2 separate regions of the Anser cygnoides genome follow, and region 1 is linked to region 2. Evidence: chromatin contacts called from public Hi-C data. All regions are on one chromosome and are shown on one strand. The core of a region is the stretch at or near the end of the contact, and the rest is flanking DNA. Distances in the headings are between cores, read along the strand shown. Region 1 has its middle 22 kb from the start of C1QTNF7. Region 2 has its middle 170 kb from the start of CPEB2.

Evidence for each region. Hi-C and Micro-C count contacts between places; a contact is called where the count stands out from the background.
Region 1: a contact with region 2 is called in a Hi-C map of liver, with 4 times the contacts expected there. The contact joins two enhancer-like sites. A contact is called at or near these places in 2 of 7 Hi-C or Micro-C datasets (both in liver).

What each region holds. Positions count from the first base shown.
Region 1 is chr4:15,655,694-15,658,736 of Taihu_goose_T2T_genome, forward strand. No RefSeq gene overlaps it. Among named protein-coding and RNA genes, the nearest start is that of C1QTNF7, 22 kb to the right of the region's middle. Within about 2 kb of position 1,283, at least 2 of the 3 cell types and tissues checked have open chromatin away from gene starts, as enhancers often do. A contact at or near this core is called in liver, where this site is marked.
Region 2 is chr4:15,413,156-15,416,149 of Taihu_goose_T2T_genome, forward strand. No RefSeq gene overlaps it. Among named protein-coding and RNA genes, the nearest start is that of CPEB2, 170 kb to the right of the region's middle. Within about 2 kb of position 1,421, at least 1 of the 3 cell types and tissues checked has open chromatin away from gene starts, as enhancers often do. A contact at or near this core is called in liver, where this site is marked.

The sequences.
Region 1 (3,043 bases), core at 33-2,532, 240 kb after region 2:
TGAATGTCACACTAAACCAAACCAAACAAAAAAGGCACAACACTAAATCTGCGATTAACTGCCTTGACAGTATATTCGCAAAGGACCAGATGACAGTGGGATCCAGGCCCTGTGAAGTGGTCCTCGCTAATAAATATCCCGCATGGGCTACAATGACATCTTTACTGTGTGCGGTTTTCGGCACCACAACATAAGAAGGACATAAAACTATTAGAGAGTGTCCAAAGGAGAACTACAAAGATGGTGAAGGGTCTGGAGGGGAAGACATATGAGGAAAGGACTGAGGTCCCTTGCCAGAGGCCCAGAGAGAGCAGGCTGAGGGGAGGCCTCATGGCGGCCTGCAGCTCCCTCACGAGGGGAGCGGAGGGGCAGGCGCTGAGCTCTGCTCTCTGGGGACAGCGACAGGACCCGAGGGAACGGCATGGAGCTGGGACAGGGGAGGGTCAGGCTGGGGGTTAGGGAAAGGTTCTGCACCCAGAGGGTGGTCGGGCACTGGGACAGGCTCCCCAGGGCAGTGGTCAAGGCACCAAGCCTGCCAGAGCTCAAGAAAAGTTTGGATAACGCTCTCAGACACATGGTCTGATTTTTGGGTGGTCCTGTGTATAGCCAGGAGTCGGACTCGATGATCCTTGTGGGTCCCTTCCAACTCGGGATGTTCTGATTCTATGGTCATTTGTACAAAGATTTTCTCCCTGTGGGGCAACCCTGTCTGGTACAGAAATACAGTTCAATAGAAAAGTGGGTCAGCCCAGGTCTCAAACACGTAGCCCAGATGACTTGGTGGTTTTGTGTGTGTGGATTGTGTGTTTTTTGACGTTGCATATGTGACCTTTCTTCCCTAGTACAGGTTAGTTAATGTACAACAGGCGTTCAACCCCAGAGAACTGCCACGACAACAAGTTAGTACCTAAACCTGACCACCCCTGGCACCCTACCCTTTGACCAAAATAGGGAGGATTTCAGATAGGGAGGAGAGGTGGGAAGGGACACACACCTCACTGTCCGGCTGCTACTGTCTGGCTCGTGTCTAACAGATCAGGAGTTACTTGCTGACCTGCACAAGAAAATGGCAACAGTGCTCAAATTCACAGTAGCATGGTATTGCACTATTACAAACTTGGTCAAACCTTCCAACATGTGCAATTAACACCAACATTAAACCCATGTTAGCTAGAAAGCCCAGTATCATTCCAGAGGACAAGAAGCCAAAGCACACGAATTAACTGTGCTACATTTCCCCCGGTGCGCTTCCACCCAAGGCTGCCGTTTTGTTGCAGACCAATATCCCGCTCTTGGGAGAGTGTGGGCAAATCCTATTATAAGTTAAGATTAACCATCAGTCAGAGAACTTACCAGTGCAGAGATCAAATATAAAAGATGTATGTTCTGTGTCATCTGTTTAGCAACCTTAAATTAGCTCGCACGGGTGGATCGTGCTGGCCAAATGGCAGAACATGTGCTGGAAATGGAAATCAGAGTCAAAACAGAATCCTGTGGGATACCCCAAGCAATTTTAAAGCAGCTATCTTATTACCTAGGCAATTTTCAGGGACAAGAAGAATTCCAACCTAGCCGACAGTCCTCTCTGGTCCCACCTTGGTGAAACTACTTCATTATTATTTCAGTGGTGCCTGGAGAGCCCTGCCTGACGCTCTGGATTCTCTGCAAAACCCCTCCCAACAACCCACAATAAAAGGCATCTCCTGTGATGAAGGGCTTATGGTTTAATTTAAGGCAAGACACAGCAAGTGGAAGGAACAAACAACCAGAGAGATTAACAGGGAGAGAGGGATGGAAACAGTAAAAAGCACTTGTCCCTGGAGCCCCAGTATGTGTACACATACATGCTACCTATTGATTAATGCGTGCAAGGAGGTGTCAGAAGCCCCTTAACATGAATTCAGGCACCCAGAAGGAATTAATAAAAGAAGTACAAGTATGGGTGGAGGGCTGCAGGATGGCATCCCCCATGGGATGTGCACTGGCCCGCCAGCCATGAAGGGAATCAGTGCATCCTGGACCTCTCCTGGGGGTGAAAGGAGAGTAGCTGGGGGTGGGGTGCAAGAGGTTTTAGGCCAACTTCTAAGGAAAACCAGACGTGCTGAGCCTACTTCCCCTCTTATTGCCACCCAGCATCACTGCTACAGTAATAGATTTTTCAGGCACTCATAACTCAGAAAGGATGCTCTAAAAGTGAAAAGCAATTTGCAGAGGTACTGATGGCAGCAGGATGCTTTTAGCATTTCTAGGTTTGTGTTTGCTCAGGGCCTGGGGATTCTCAAGAGGAGGCACGGTAATGCTAATGAAGTGCAAACCACTATGAAGGTGACAGCTGTAATCAAAACCCAGTGCCAGTTTGGAAGCAACATCTTAAGAAGCAAAGAAATAGTTATGAAGAGGTCACTTCAAAAAAAAAAAAATCTATATATATATATATAAAAATTCCTCTGGGTCAACAACATCACGTGCATCACTCCCACAGGAGGAGATTACTCCTTGCTCCTAGCCAAGGAGCATTACATGTGGGAATTTCTCATGCAACCTTGACAATGTGTAATAAAAATTCACTTTGAAAACAGAGCATCTCTGGTGGTGCCGACATGCTTTTGACTTTGCTCTTTCCTTCAAACACCACTCGTGATGCTGAACACTCATTCTCTTGGCCTATTTGTTCCTGGCAAACAAAGAGCAAATTCCCCTGGGTACAGCAATCCATTTTTAACGCTCTGTAATTATTTAGAAAAATGTTTTGATAGGAGCAATGAAAAACTGGGGCATTTCAGGTGTCCCTGAGAAAGTTCTCAGTGCATGATGTGAAATGGGGACATAAAGACACTTTATTTATGGCACTACCAAAAATAAATAAATAAATAAAAAATAAATAAATAAATAAATAAATAAAAAACAGAAAAGCAAACCTTTTCAGCTGTGGCATTTGAACCTCTGGATATTTGCAATTCATGGAACAGCCCCATCTGCACCTGTCACTTCCAAGTGCCAAAGGCACCACACTCCTCAGGGTCCACTGGAAAATGGTGAGGGA
Region 2 (2,994 bases), core at 171-2,670:
CATCTAACTCCAACCCCCCTGCCACAGACAGGGATGCCACCCACTGGATCAAGTTGGCCAAGGCCCCATCCAGCCTGACCTTGAACACCTCCAGGGATGGGGCATCCACAGCTTCTGTTGGCAACCCGTTCCAGTGCCAGCAGGTATGTTATCCAGATGAATCTATCAATCTGAAAAGTTACAGTAGAGCAACAGTGGGAAATCCTTAATACCAAGTACTCAGCTCTAAAGACAGGGCTTCAGTTCATGTAGCCAGCAGTTTTACATTATCATATACAGCCCACGTTAAAAGACACTGAATGTGAATGGAAATATCTTTTAAAAAATTAACTTAAAACTGTGTGGACAGAGGCAATACGATACTAATTGTGGTTCACCCAAACTTGTGTGGCTTTTGAAATACATCAAAAAGTTTTAGGGAACATCAGAGAATAAAAAAGCACAGAAGAGTTATGGCAAATTATGATTTGTCTTAGTTACGAAATGAGTGTCTTTCCTCCACTGTTGAACTTTCAGAAATTTTTCACACAGAAGAGGACACTTTTTTCTGGGAAGAATTAAGACCCTAGATATGAGTAATTCCTCCTGCTTTACTTATTACCACTGAAACTTCATTTAATTGACACCTTCTCCTCTGAATTTGCTATTTTGTGGATGTAAGAGAAGCATGAAAAGAAGACTTCAAACACTAATTGACAGTCATCAAACAGGACCTTTTCCTCCTTTCCTTTAACAAAAGAAGTTGCTTTTAAGAATACTGAAACTGAAAGACCAAAAGTGTATTCAGATCAAAATGTGGAATTAATGTATAAGGAAAGACTATAGGATAAGGACAAGCATACTTGTGTAGTCTCTCTGGTGCATCTAGCTGTCAGAGGTGCAGGGCTTCCTAAGCTAGATGTTGTATCCTTCTCAGTGTTTGGCAGCCCTTGAGGACCTTTGTTTTCCATGAATCCAGGTAACTGCTTTTTGCAGCCATTTGGACTTTTAACATCCAAAATGTTCTGTGGCAAAAAGGTAAAGTCTTCCCCAGATTAGTTAAGTCATGCAAGAATTAAAAGACAGCTAATGAAACTGTATGAAATAGTAAATAATTTTTCCGTATTTTTTTTTCTGTCCCTTTCACAATTTCACATAATTTTAGCGTCTTCCCTTCATTCATCCCTTTTCCAAGTTGCAAAATGCTGATCTAATCTCTCAGCAAATCAGGCACATTTACTAGAAGGGTTTTCTGATCTTATATGACACCGTCATTTCACTACAGATTTCTATAAAACATTGGAGGAATCAGTTGCATTATTTTTGCTCTATGGCTTGGGTCACAGTGATTCTCCCTCATTTCTCTGTCTCATCTTGTACCAAACGTAAAAGGAAAGTGAGAGGAATGATTTGTCATCCCAGATTTCTGCAGGTGCCCATCATGCCTTGGGGTGCTTGTGCTTCAACAGGGACCTTGCTGAAGCTGTAGCAAGATGTAAGCATCAAATAGGCCACAAAGCTGTGGCATTCCTGCTCCATGTTTTATATAAGGGACAATAACCTTCAATAGCTCATTATCAACTTATTTAGCTACTTTTTAAATACTCTATAGATAAAGGCCAGATAACTGGCAGTTCCAGATACTTCTGATTACCCACCAAGTTTTCCTCTGAGAATGAGCTCTGCTAGAACAGTGAAGTGGCTGAAATTCACTCATTCCATGTGCCAAAACAAAAATGTACCCTTTCACCTCCAGCACTAGGGAACAGTTGGTTTTCACAGAGAACAAGCAAAAAGTCATGTCCTGCTGATTTGGTTTACTAACTGTGGAACTAAAAATATTCCTTTTGGCTTGTCAGAACAGCTGATGTTGTAATTCACTTTCAGATCCAAGTGACCTGTATATAAAAAAAAAAAAAGCCTGCTTTGTTTTTTACCTAAGCAATCTCAACAGGCCAGTGCACTGAACAAATGAAGGAAATCCCTTACTGAGCTGCAGCTGGACAATATGTCTTGCCCCACTCTGTTTTACTGCACATTTGAAATGAGAAGTCTGCTGATATTTACAATGGGAACCAGATTTTTGCAACGTGCTAATGCAAGATATACATAGCAAGTGGGAGATTCTGCCTGCACACAGGACAGCCATCAGACAGCCAACATCTTTGCTCAGAAACTGACATAGAATTGCTTGCACCCATCTGCCTTTAGCTGGCAGCAGACTTTCTCTTGTGTACTCTGGGTTAAAACTTGGAAGAAATCTTTAATAATATGTCAAATAAGAGCAGTCATTACCCTGCTTTGAAAAGACTCATTGAGCTTTTTTACCTCTGGCTAACCTTATATCTTTAGTAGTGAAAACTTGTGGTAAGTGCTGACAGTAACATCAACAGCAAATCTTTACCAAGTACCAGAGAGGTAAACTCTGACAAACTGAGATATTAAGCACTCCAAGAGGATCAGGAGTGGGGCAGTTGCTAGAAGCATTATATAAAGGATCAACGGTGGTATCCTGGTCCAGCCAATTCATCACGTAAGTGATGCAAAAGGTTATCCAAGAGCATAATTACACTAGGCTGGAATTAAAATAGCATCCAGGTTGTCTGGGTCTTCCCTGAGATGTTGCTACTAGAGTCAGCGGGATGTGGTTTCTAAAGAGAGGTGATGGAATAAAGCTGAAGTTGTGCATCCATACTGAGATTGGAGGCTCCTTCCTCCTTGGAGACAGGTTGTTACATATACCCAGGCAAAAATACAGCTGTTCAACACTGGCAGTAAGCAGACAGTATTTTTATGCCATTTTTTTCTAGGTCAGACTTATCCCTCCATGCTTTACACTGGACCAGACTGCTTTGAGAGCTATCAAGAAAGAGAGAAGTTAAAACTGCAAAACCGGGAATCTGAAAACCAAAGTGCTGCAGTAACAGCTGTTGACAAACACAGCACAGACACATCTGAGAAACCGGTTAACTGGCAGCATGTGATCAGCCAGATACATGGGCTTTGTGGGGAGAC